2 separate regions of the Mus musculus genome follow, and region 2 is linked to region 1. The links are chromatin contacts, called in public HiChIP or PLAC-seq maps. All regions are on one chromosome and are shown on one strand. Each heading gives the region's core, a stretch centred on a gene start, on an enhancer-like site or on the middle of the called end of the contact. The rest is flanking DNA. Distances are from core to core; before and after follow the strand shown. Region 1 has its middle 5.7 kb from the start of Gm52866. Region 2 holds the start of Asprv1 (aspartic peptidase, retroviral-like 1).

Evidence for each region. HiChIP or PLAC-seq counts read pairs in DNA pulled down with a chosen protein or histone mark.
Region 2: an H3K27ac HiChIP or PLAC-seq map of embryonic stem cells shows a contact between it and region 1, with 5 read pairs. The contact joins the promoter of Asprv1 here to the enhancer-like site in region 1. A contact is called at or near these places in 1 of 39 promoter capture datasets (macrophages), 5 of 115 datasets of contacts at active chromatin or transcription factors (double positive thymocytes, embryonic stem cells, pancreatic cancer cells and 1 more) and 2 of 9 other capture datasets (adipose tissue and liver).

Annotation. Positions count from the first base shown.
Region 1 is chr6:86,503,630-86,508,946 of GRCm38.p6, reverse strand. No RefSeq gene overlaps it. Among named protein-coding and RNA genes, the nearest start is that of Gm52866, 5.7 kb to the right of the region's middle. Within about 2 kb of position 2,951, at least 19 of the 459 cell types and tissues checked have an H3K27ac peak or open chromatin away from gene starts, as enhancers often do. A contact at or near this core is called in embryonic stem cells, where this site is marked.
Region 2 is chr6:86,625,960-86,631,276 of GRCm38.p6, reverse strand. It overlaps Asprv1 (aspartic peptidase, retroviral-like 1), which reads right to left and starts at 3,103. Exons shown (of 1, transcript NM_026414.2): 1 at 1,567-3,103. The coding sequence starts at 3,103. The coding sequence ends at 2,084. Gm46963 reads right to left here. Exons shown (of 4, transcript XM_017321863.1): 4 at 3,419-3,506. The coding sequence ends at 3,436.

The sequences.
Region 1 (5,317 bases), core at 1,702-4,201:
AAACCTCACTATGTAGGTCAGGCTAGCCTTGAATCCATAGAAATCCTCACCTTCCTGCCTCCCAGGGGCTGGGACTAAGAGCATGCACTACCACAACTGGCCTTCAGAGGACAATTTTTTGTTTATTTGTTTTGTTTTTTGTTTTTTGGTTTTTTTCGAGACAGGGTTTCTCTGTATAGCCCTGGCTGTCCTGGAACTCACTTTGTAGACCAGGCTGGCCTCGAACTCAGAAATCTGCCTGCCTCTGCCTCCTGACTGCTGGGATTAAAGGCAAGCGCCACCACGCCCGGTTTACTAATAGCTCTTTAAGAGGTCCTGAGTTTGATTCCCAGCAACCACATGGTGGCTCACAACCTTCCATAATGTGATCCGATGCCCTCTTCTGGGGTGTCTGAAGACAGCTACAGTGTGCTCACATACATAAAATAAATAATTCTTTAAAAAAAAAAAGGCCGGGTGGTGGTGGTGCACGCCTTTAATCACAGATTTGGGAGGCAGAGGCAGGCATATTTCTGAGTTCAAGGCCAGCCTGGTCTGCAGAGTGAGTTCCAGGACAGCCAGGCTACATAGAGAAAAACAAAACAAAAGAAACTATGTTTAGAAGTGAGTTCCCAGTAAACGGGTTTCTCTGACTGGGCGTGGTCCCTGTAATCCCAGAACTATGGAAGCTGAGGCAGGAGGAATTCAAGGCCAGACTGGCCTACAAACCAAAGCTTGGTCTCAAAAAAAAGAATTTTTTTGAAAATGCTCTCGGCTGGTTGTGTCTCCTGGTCAGGTCCCCTCCTCCTCCTCCCAGCCACACCGGAGCTGTGCTCAGTCCAAACTCCTCCCAGCCTGAAGCTATTTTTCAGAAAGCCACCTGTAGTCACACCCAGCCATGTTAGAAAAATGCAATTGTGTGCTGGCCTTGGCAAATCACGTGCTAGAGCTGTATCCATACAGAGATGAACCTCATGCCTGCTCAAGAGAAGCCATGAGTGTTCCATACTTTTTATAAGCTGAAAAGGAGAGAGAGATGAACCTCATGCCTGCTCAAGAGAAGCCATGAGTGTTCCATACTTTTTATAAGCTGAAAAGGAGAGAGAGAAAATTGTAGCTGTGCCATGAGCTTTTTATGATTAGAGTTTGAAAAGGTCACATGTTTAGCTGCAGAAGTGGCTCGATGGTTAAGAGGGCTTACTGGTCTACCAGAGAGAGGCCCTGCATTCTGTTCCTAGCAGCCATGCCAGGAGGCACACAAGGCCTGTAACTCTAGCTCCTGGAGATCCAATGCCCTCTTCTGGCCTCCAAGGGTCCCTAAGCACACAAACTACACACATATGCTAAAGCATTGTTAGAGTTCTGAGCTTAACGGACTGTATAATCCTGTCTGTAAGCTTGCTTGCTTATGTGGAAAGTCGGTTTTTCATTGTTCTGCTTTTATTTTAGTTCAAGACTGGACTTGAACTCCCTATGTAGCAAAAGCTGCCCTTGAACCTTGGTCTTCCTGCCTCTACCTCTACAGTTCTTAATTGTGCCAGCAAAGAGAATTGTTTTAATTTTATGAAAGCATCTGGTTGGCCCAGGGGCAGGGTGGGAAGCTTACAGCAATCTTCACATCTCTAACTCTTCTCACTGGGCCCCACCTTCTGGGGGAGGGGAGTTGCTAACCATGGCTCTCCCAGCCCAGCAGCAGGAGTCACCTTGTCCCAGGCTAAAGTTTGGTTCCACATACACACAGGCTCTCCCCACCACACAGACTTACAGCACTACATACATAGTCTCTCTCTCTCTGTCTCTCAGTCTCTCTCTCTCTCTCTCTCTGTCTCTCTCTTACACACACACCACATACATGGACACACAGATTTACACACCACATACACACAGAGATACAGAGAGACTAACATATCACACATAATAGACACACACACAGACTTACCATATATACACACAGACTTACCATATACACATCACATACATACACACAAAGAGACTTACACACTACACAGACACACACACAGAGAGAAACACACAAACACTCACCACCTATACACAGAGACTCACAGCACACACGAACACCACATTCTCACAGCGATCTGCCTGCCTCTGCCTCCTGAGTACTGGGAGTAAAGGCCTGGAAAACACGCAAGGCCTGACCTTAACATTATTGTGAGAATAGTTTCATCCTCTACTCTGGAAAGCATCTCAGGTGCCCAGGGCTCTCTTTAATCACTCAGAAATTCTGTCCATGAAAAGATGTCAATACACACACAGGCTTGCACCCATGAGCTCAGTAAAGTAGGTCCCCATGTCCCAGGGCCCCAGAACTGATGTTTGAGAGAACATAATGTTGACTATGACTCCATCATAGCCCTGAAGCACCGCCTGCATCTCCACCAGGGAAGCCAGTAGTGGAAGTTAGGAACTCGGATTCTGCCTTGGGGCAGAACAAGGCAGAATTTCATCCTGCGGTGGGGGTGAGAGGAAAAAGTCACACCCCTTCTGGAACCCACTGCCCCAGCCCCAGCAGCAGAGCCTCTCCTTGTTGCCTCTCCCCAGAGCTGAACACTCACTCAGTTCCCCTGTGTATTAACTCAGTATTTTTTACCATTACATTTATTTATTGTGCATATGTGTAGGTACATGAATGCATGTATGGAGGTCAGAGGACAGCTTGCAGGGGTCAGATTTCTTCTTTTACCATGTGGGCTCCAGGAATAGAACTTCTTTATCCAGAGCCTTCTCACCGGAGGACTTCAAATCAAGATTTTTGTGGGTTTTTGTTTGTCCTTTTTTTTTTTCTCTGTGTAGCCCTGGCTGTCCTGGAACTCACTCTGTAGCCAAGGCTGGCCTTGAACTCGGAAATCCGCCTGCCTCTGCCTCCCAAGTACTGGGATTAAAGGTGTGCACCACCAATGCCTGGCTTTGTTTGTTCTTTGGTGTTTGTTCCCCCCCATCCCCCATCCAGGGGCCTTTGCCCCAGGCTGACCTCCAGTTTACTGTGTAGATAGAGGGTGACCTTGAGGTGCGGTCCTTCTGCCTCCACCTCCCTCACCCGGGGATGACAGACAGACAGACAGACAGACAGACCACTGCCCTTCACTTTTTACTTCCGAGGTTTGGAAAGCAAGGCTGCTCTGTAGGAACACATGGGCAGCTTGGAAAGCTTCCAGGCACTTCAGAGACTCCTGAGGCGTTTGTAGGTATCCGCTGTGGGGAGAGGACCGGGCTCAGAACCGAGGTTGGGAACTCACTGTTCTTGTGTGCTTTGCCCACAAAGGAAGAGCTGGCAGCCTGCTCCTCTTCCCCAGACTACAGACTCCCCTGTGGCTCTCCTGGATGCTTAACCTATTCCACTGTTGTTCCCTCCTCAGCTTATGGGCACCTTTTTGTCACCACCTGAGAAGAGAAGAGACTCCTCTCTCCTCCCATTTAGAGCTTCTCATGCCTTCTCTTCTGGAAAGCTTCTAGAAGGAGCAGCCCTTATGGAAGCAAACCTCACCTTTAGTTCCTTTGCTTTTTGGCCTTTTCTCCAGAAGAATGGGTCACCTACCCACTACCCACTCTATCAAGTCAGTGACATTGATATTCTGCCTGAGGCATCAAGGTGTCAAAGTGTCCTCCCTATCCTCACCCCCCCCCCCCCCACGTCATGTTTTACAAATAAACCTTAGGAACAACAATGATAAAAATTCTTTTCTTCTTCTTCCTCTTCCTCTTCCTCTTCCTCTCCTTCTCCTTCTCCTTCTCCTCCTTCTCCTTCTCCTCCTTCTCCTTCTCCTCCTTCTCCTTCTCCTTCTCCTTCTCCTCCTCCTCCTCCTCCTCCTCCTCCTCCTCCTCCTCCTCCTCCTCCTCCTCCTTCTCCTTCTTTCTGTTTTTTTCAAGACAGGGTTTCTCTCCTGGAACTCACTTTCTAGACCAGGCTGGCCTCGAACTCAGAAATCCACCTGCCTCTGCCTCCCAAGTGCTGGGATCAAAGGCCTGCGCCACCACCACCCGGCAATGATAAAAATTCTTACAAAGAAGATCTTGCAGGTGTGGTGGTGCACATCTGTCATCTTGGCTACATAACAAATTCCAAGCCAGCCTGGGACACGTTCAACACATTCAAATACCACTACTAATAAAAGGAGAAAGAGCCAGGCAGTGTAAAAGGGAAGGATACTGTGGCACTTTGCTTTTACAGTGTTTTGGGACTGAATACAGGGCACACATTCGCAGTCTCTCAATAAGACAAAAGCAACAGTATAAAAAAATAAAATTAAAATAGTGAAATATGAACCAGCAAGATGGTGTGGAGAGGAGAGATGTTTGTCACAGCCTGATGACCTGAGCTGGATTCCTGGAATCCACGTGCTCTCACGTGTGAGCAGAGACCCAGCTTCTACAGACTGTCACCTGACCTCCACACTCACACAGTGGTGCCCAGAAGAGCACACACCAATGAGGCCGAGTCAAATATTCTCAGTGAGATAGGCTGCTTGTTGAGCGCACAACACAAACTGCTGAGCCATCTCTGCTTCCCCTTCCACTAGTGAAGGGAAAAGTGGGATGCTGCCCTGTGATTGGTTTGCTTGTTTGTTTTAATCTACCAACCTAGCAAAGAAAAGTCTCCAGCGTGGTTAAGTATGTGGGAAATGAGCCAAGGCTACGTACAAAGACACTGTCTCAAAAACAAACAAACAAACAAACCCAGCAAGAATGTGGGAAATGAATCTGAAATGAGGAAAATGTCTGTGTAGAGAGGCCTCGTCACCTAACGTGAAAATCCACTTTGTGTAATATCCACTTTATAATATGTGTGTGCAGTGTGAGCATTAATATGTATATAAGGTTCAGAGGGCAACTTTTGGGAGTTGATTCCCTGCCTCGCCTTCTCAAGACAGTCTTTCTTGATTTTGTCACTGTGCCTTGTACTCCTGGCTGGCTGTGAGCTTCTGGGGGGATCTTCCTGTGTCTGCTCCCTTCTCAAGTAGGAGTCCTGGATGACAGACATCCAGTACCACATCTGACAGTCTCTATAGATATCAGGGATTTGAACTCAGGTTCTTAGGCTTTCGTGACAAGCACCTTTACCTGGCCAGCCATCTCACGTGCCCTTTATTTTGTTTTTGAGGAAGGGTCTCTTTTAGCCCAGGCTAGCCTCCAACTTGTAATATCTCTAAAGACGGCCTTGATTTCCTGGCCCTCCTGCTTCATTCTCCCACATGCTAAAACAACAGGCCTAGGCTGATGGGCTGGCTACGTAAATGACTTCCTTTTTCTCCCCCTTGCCTCTTCCTCTTCCTACTTCAACAGGGTCTCTGTACACTGCAGCCAAGCAGCACCTGCCTTGAAC
Region 2 (5,317 bases), core at 1,854-4,353, 120 kb before region 1:
AGCACAGAGCTCAGCCCCTTTCTGGGTAAGAGAAGGGCAGGGACACTTTGAGTTAATGTCCCAGAATTCTGGCCCAGCTACCCAATTCCTAGGTCCCCTTCTCACCTCCACCCACTCTTCACCCACCTTCCTTTGGCCTAGAAAGAAGCAAGTAGGATCTGAAGGACCTAGAGAAAACTAGGTCATGGGAGGTGCCACTGGGTTTGTGCCCTAGAGACAAAGGCTAGGCCCAGGACAACACCAACGTTCCTTAGATCTCCAGAGAGATGAGGGGGCGGGGCCTAGGTCCTCAATGCGACCACCCTCTGTGGTCCAGGCTTCCTGTCCACACCTGTACACCCATGCTCTGGGGCTAATTCCAGTTCATTCTGGGCTTGGCTGCCCAGAGGCAGGCTTTAGTGAACCCTAGGAATTAGATCCTGAGTCAGCCTTGTACCAGGGAAGAGAGGCCAAGGAGAATGGCATTGCTGTTGTGATTGGCTCAGAAGACATCTAGCTCTCAGGAAGAGGCTTCCTGCCTCCTGCTCAGAGGGCCACAGGTGGTGGAGCCAGCAGCCAGCCACTCCTTTGAGCCTGGAAAAAAGGGGCCTGGCAGGAAAACAGCAGCCAGGTGTGTGCTACAGGCCTGTTAACCCAGGTGCTCAGGAAACTCAGGCAAGATGACAAGTCTAATGCCCATTGGAGCTACAGAATGACCTCAAGGCCAGCCTAGGCCATTTAACGAACCACTACATTGGAATATAATAGGTGTTTTAGAAGGTAGTGGGAGGTATAGCTCAGTAGTGAAACAGTTGCCTAGCATCGTGTGAGGCCCTAGGTTCAATTCCCAATATCACCAAGGAAAACAGAGGATCCCCAAAACTCTGCCCCCAAGTCCCAGCAGGGGACTGGCTACAGACCCTTTGCACAACTGAACTTCTGGCCTTGTGCCAGCTTCCTGGGCTCAGCTTTCAAGGCGTGGGCTCCACAATTCAGGACACATCTGCTCCTCTCTGGAGCACCCAATCCACTCCCCAACGCCTGGTGAGTTTTCAGAGTCTCAGAGGAGGCTGGGAGTTGGCAGAAAACCCAAGCTGAACAAGAGATGAAACCCACCCCAGGTTTAGGAATGCCCTCACCTCCCTCCCATCCCCTCCCCCAAATGAGCTACCCCATAGCCAAGCTGCCCCCAGCTGCCAGAGTCCCAGACCTTCCCAGGGTCCCGTCACACGCCCATGCCTGTCTCCTGGCCCTATTTCTACCTCTAAGCCAGGCTCCCTGGGCACCAGTAAGAACCTATTTGTTTGGCAGAAATGTCTTGATCGCCAAGCCAAAGACCTCACAAGATAGCCTTGGTCACATTTGAGCATAAGGGACAATTCGAATGCTAATATTGTAGATTGAAACAGCAGAATCGGAAGGCGTTAGAAGGATGAGAGGGTTAGAAGTTCAGATATCTGCAGTCCACCTTAGAAAACCCAAGACCCCACTGAACTGCTTGCTTTCTTTTGCCTCCCCAGGCCAAGCATTCGAGGATTGTGTTTTCCTCTCCCTCCCAACTCTGTCACAACTATCGAGCACATGACATTTTTTTTCCATGAACAGATCTTTATTGGTGTTTTGAAATAATTGAATTATTGATACAGGCTCCATGAGATTCAAGGCAAGTGACAGGACAGGAGGGAGCATCCTTGTGCAGGTGGGAGGACTCAGGGAGGACTCCCAGAGCAGCTGCCAGTCTCCTCCAAGCATCTGGATTGTGAGGGTCTTAGCCAAGACCAGGCTCAGCTCAGCAGGCTTGGGGACGTGAAAGTGACTGAGCCATACTTCAGGGGATCTAAAAGGGTCCTCTCTCAAGATTGACATTCCTGGCTTCCTCAGAAGCTCCTGCCAGCCTTGGAAGTCTTTGCAGACCTTGGGGACACTGCTTTAGGCCACCAAGCTGGCCTCCCTCCCCAAACAAAGGCAAAGCAAGGCCCCTGTAGAAGGAGGGAAACTGAGAACCGGTGTAAAGACTGGCTAGGCCGGATGATACCCCCCAGGACATCTGCTCCCCCCAACACAAAGTCCCCCTACCAATGCTGGGAACAAGAAATGGGGTTTCTTAGTGGGAGCCCTCCGGTGCAGAAGACCCCTCCTCTTCCTCAATAAGCTCCAGGTCAAACTCATCCTCCAAGGAGCTCCCGACAGGGAGCAGGCGGAACTTCTTCCCCTTCAGGGTGCAGGTGCGGTGTTCGAAGTCCAGCACGGCATTGTGGTCCTGCAAGACGTCTGTGCCAATAATAGCCTCTTCTGCGCTGGCGTTGGCCACCAGAAACTCGGCCTTCAGCTTTGTCTTGCCCAGGCTAATTTCTGTGTCCCACACACCCAAGATCTTCATCTCTGCCCCATTGGCCACTTTGACCACATTGTTAAAAGGACGAAGAGTATCCAGGTCACCATCAGTGACCTCCTCCCATAAGGCGGGGTGAACCACAGACACCTGAGCCCCAGAGTCCACCAGGAATCTCACAGGCACATGGCCAACCTTCCCTTTAAGGTAGTAGCCCTTACCCATGCTGTTGGCAAACAAAATCTCTTCGGGCTCACTGAAGGCCTCCCCAGGGGCCCCAAAGGCCCTCAGGAGGGCTTGCTTCACAAAACTGAAATCGCCCTGGGCCTGGGAACTGAGTCCATTGTAGACATCCAGGGCATCTCCCTTGAGCGACTCTTTCAGGAACCTCAGTTTGGTGGCATGATCCCAATGGTTGAGGTCATCAATGACTTCAAAGCGGTGCAGCCAAAGGCTGGGAGCTAAGTTAGTACCAGTGAAAGGTTCTGGGACGAAGGCATGCTCCCGGCGTCCTTCCTTGCTTCTGACTCCGCTGGTGGCCATCCTTCTGCTCACCTCTGGAAGTTCAGCAGTAACACAAGCCAAGTAAAGAAACGCACAGAAGAGTGTGGGCGCAATCACGCTGGAGAGCGAGGGCTCTGTCGGCTGGGCCGTGTTCTTGCCCTGCCTGGACGAGTTGAAGGGAGCCGGTACAAAGTGTCTGGCTGGCTGCTGGGCACAGAGGCAGGCTGTGTTCTGCTTCTTCTGCAGGGGCCTTTTTGATGCCCAACCTGGGCCCCCAGGGTTCCTCATTCTCCTTTGTTCTAGAAGCTCCACCCCTAGCCCCGCCCTCCTGCCAGCATCTTGCCTGACTAGCAGGATTGGTGCCTCACCCTCAGTACCTACGGGACACCTGCCAGCCCACCCAGTGAGTAAGACAGCCCGGGTCAGGGGATGGAGCCTCGGGACCCTCCCCAGCCTATGCCCTAGAATAGCCCAGATGAGGATACAGGTGTGATGACATTCAGATGTTTATCATTAGAGAAGAGGAGACAGAAAGCAGGTCTCTACCTGTTTCAGAAGAGGGGACCCCTTTGGCCTCACCCCATCACTGCTTGGGGCAAAGAGAAGGCATCTGCAGTCACTCATCTCTCACAGCCTGCACTGATAAGGTGACTCATACATTCTAAATTAACTGCGGATCCTGTACAATTCCCTGGAGAAGAGAACAGAGAGGGATCCAGAGTCAAAAAAGCATAAAAATCTATCATCCTATCTGCCCGTAGTCCACCTTTCTACCTACCTATGTATACCTCTGTCTGCCTGTCTGTCTCAATCGCCTATTCATAGCGTGTCTATCTATCATCTATTATGTATCCTTAGGTATCCACCTATCTGTATCTGTCTCCAACTTCTATCATACCATATATCAACCTATTTATATCTGCTATTTATTTACCTGTCTCTAAGATCTATCAATCATGTATCTATCTACTATCTATCTAGCTATCTGCATGTCTATCATCTATCTATTTTGCTTTTTTGAGACAGGGTCTTCCTGTGTGGCTCTGGCTAGCCTTAAACTTACGACTATTCTGCCTCAGCCTCACAGAAGGGCCCCCCTCACCATCCTGGCCACAGATTGGTTCTAAGTGAGTTAGGACCCTCCCTCATACATAGCACTTTTATATAAGCATATTTTACTGTGGTCATCTTCTTTACTGGGCACTCCTAACTTGGAGGCAGCCCACGGTGGGGCTAGGCCTCTGCCTATGGGAACCAGAAGTAGGTAGGCAGAAATCTTGAACTTCAGGGAGCGACGTCCTGAGTTCAGGATCAGACTCCAGGTCTCCACGGGCCCTGTGCCCAGCTCCTTGAGTACTGTATCCTCTCTCTGTGGCCTCCCTGCCTTCTAGGAGGTCCTCCAAGAGCTCCCACCCTCCCTCCCAGCTCCCTGGGCTCCAACCCTTCTCTCTCACACACCTCATCTGAAAAGCAGCCGAGATTCAATGGAGTTGTGCTTAGTGGAGAGGGCCTGGGTGGCTCTGGCCAGAGGAGCTTACCATGGTGACACCTTACCCCCTCCACTGTTGGGGTCATGGACAGTCCTGACTGTGTCCCCGACAATCACAGAGTAAATCTGTGGGCTCAAGGGCTCAAGCTGGCCTGTGCATGAAACAGGGACTGTAGAAGGATCCCAGTTTTATGTCAGTGTTCATATGTTATCTTTTCCAAGGAGTTCTCTACCCTGCCCCGGCATGAGAACATACCTCTGGCTGAACACATGTTCTGTTATACTCTCTTATGTTTGTTCACAAGTCCTCCTGTAATGAACCAAAGCTAGGGCACACCAACTGGACATTCATGACTGTCTCTTGCTCTTTTAGAAACTTATCCTGGGACACAGGGTGGGCTCTGCAGGGCCCCAGGCCAGCTATATGCAGTCACAGAGTGGGAGGTCAGAACAAGTCAGTGGGTCACCTGTGGCTGTTGCACCTGACTGAGCCTGCCCCTGTCTCTCAGACCATCCATCATTCACTCAGCACCTAGCTGAGGCCTCTGTCCTGCCTCTGTACAGCCCCAGGGTCCCCACCACTCGGCAAGCCCCTCAGCACCTCCCGCCTGACCCGGTGAGCCAACAGAGATGCATTTGGTAAACACCTCTCATCACAGCTGCCTGACTGAGGTGGGGCCAGGGTGGCATACCAGAATCCCAAGGGAGTGGAATTGATTGCTGGAAAGGAGAAGGTGGGTCTCTGAGGCAATTGTGCAATGAACCACACGTGTCCTGAGACAGGGCCTAGCCACCCACAGGACCGGGAAGCCCCTTCTGCCAGAGAAATGCTCGTGGATAGGCTTGACGTCCTGGGGAGTGAGCGGGGTCTTCAGAGGACATCACCTTGCACAGCCCTGGAGGTGGGGAGGAGTGGGGATGTGGCTGTGGGAAGGGAGAGTAAGGGTGGAAAGCAGTGAGATGGAATCCTCAGACCACACTTCTCCATGTGGAAGCCAGATCTCTTGGTCCAG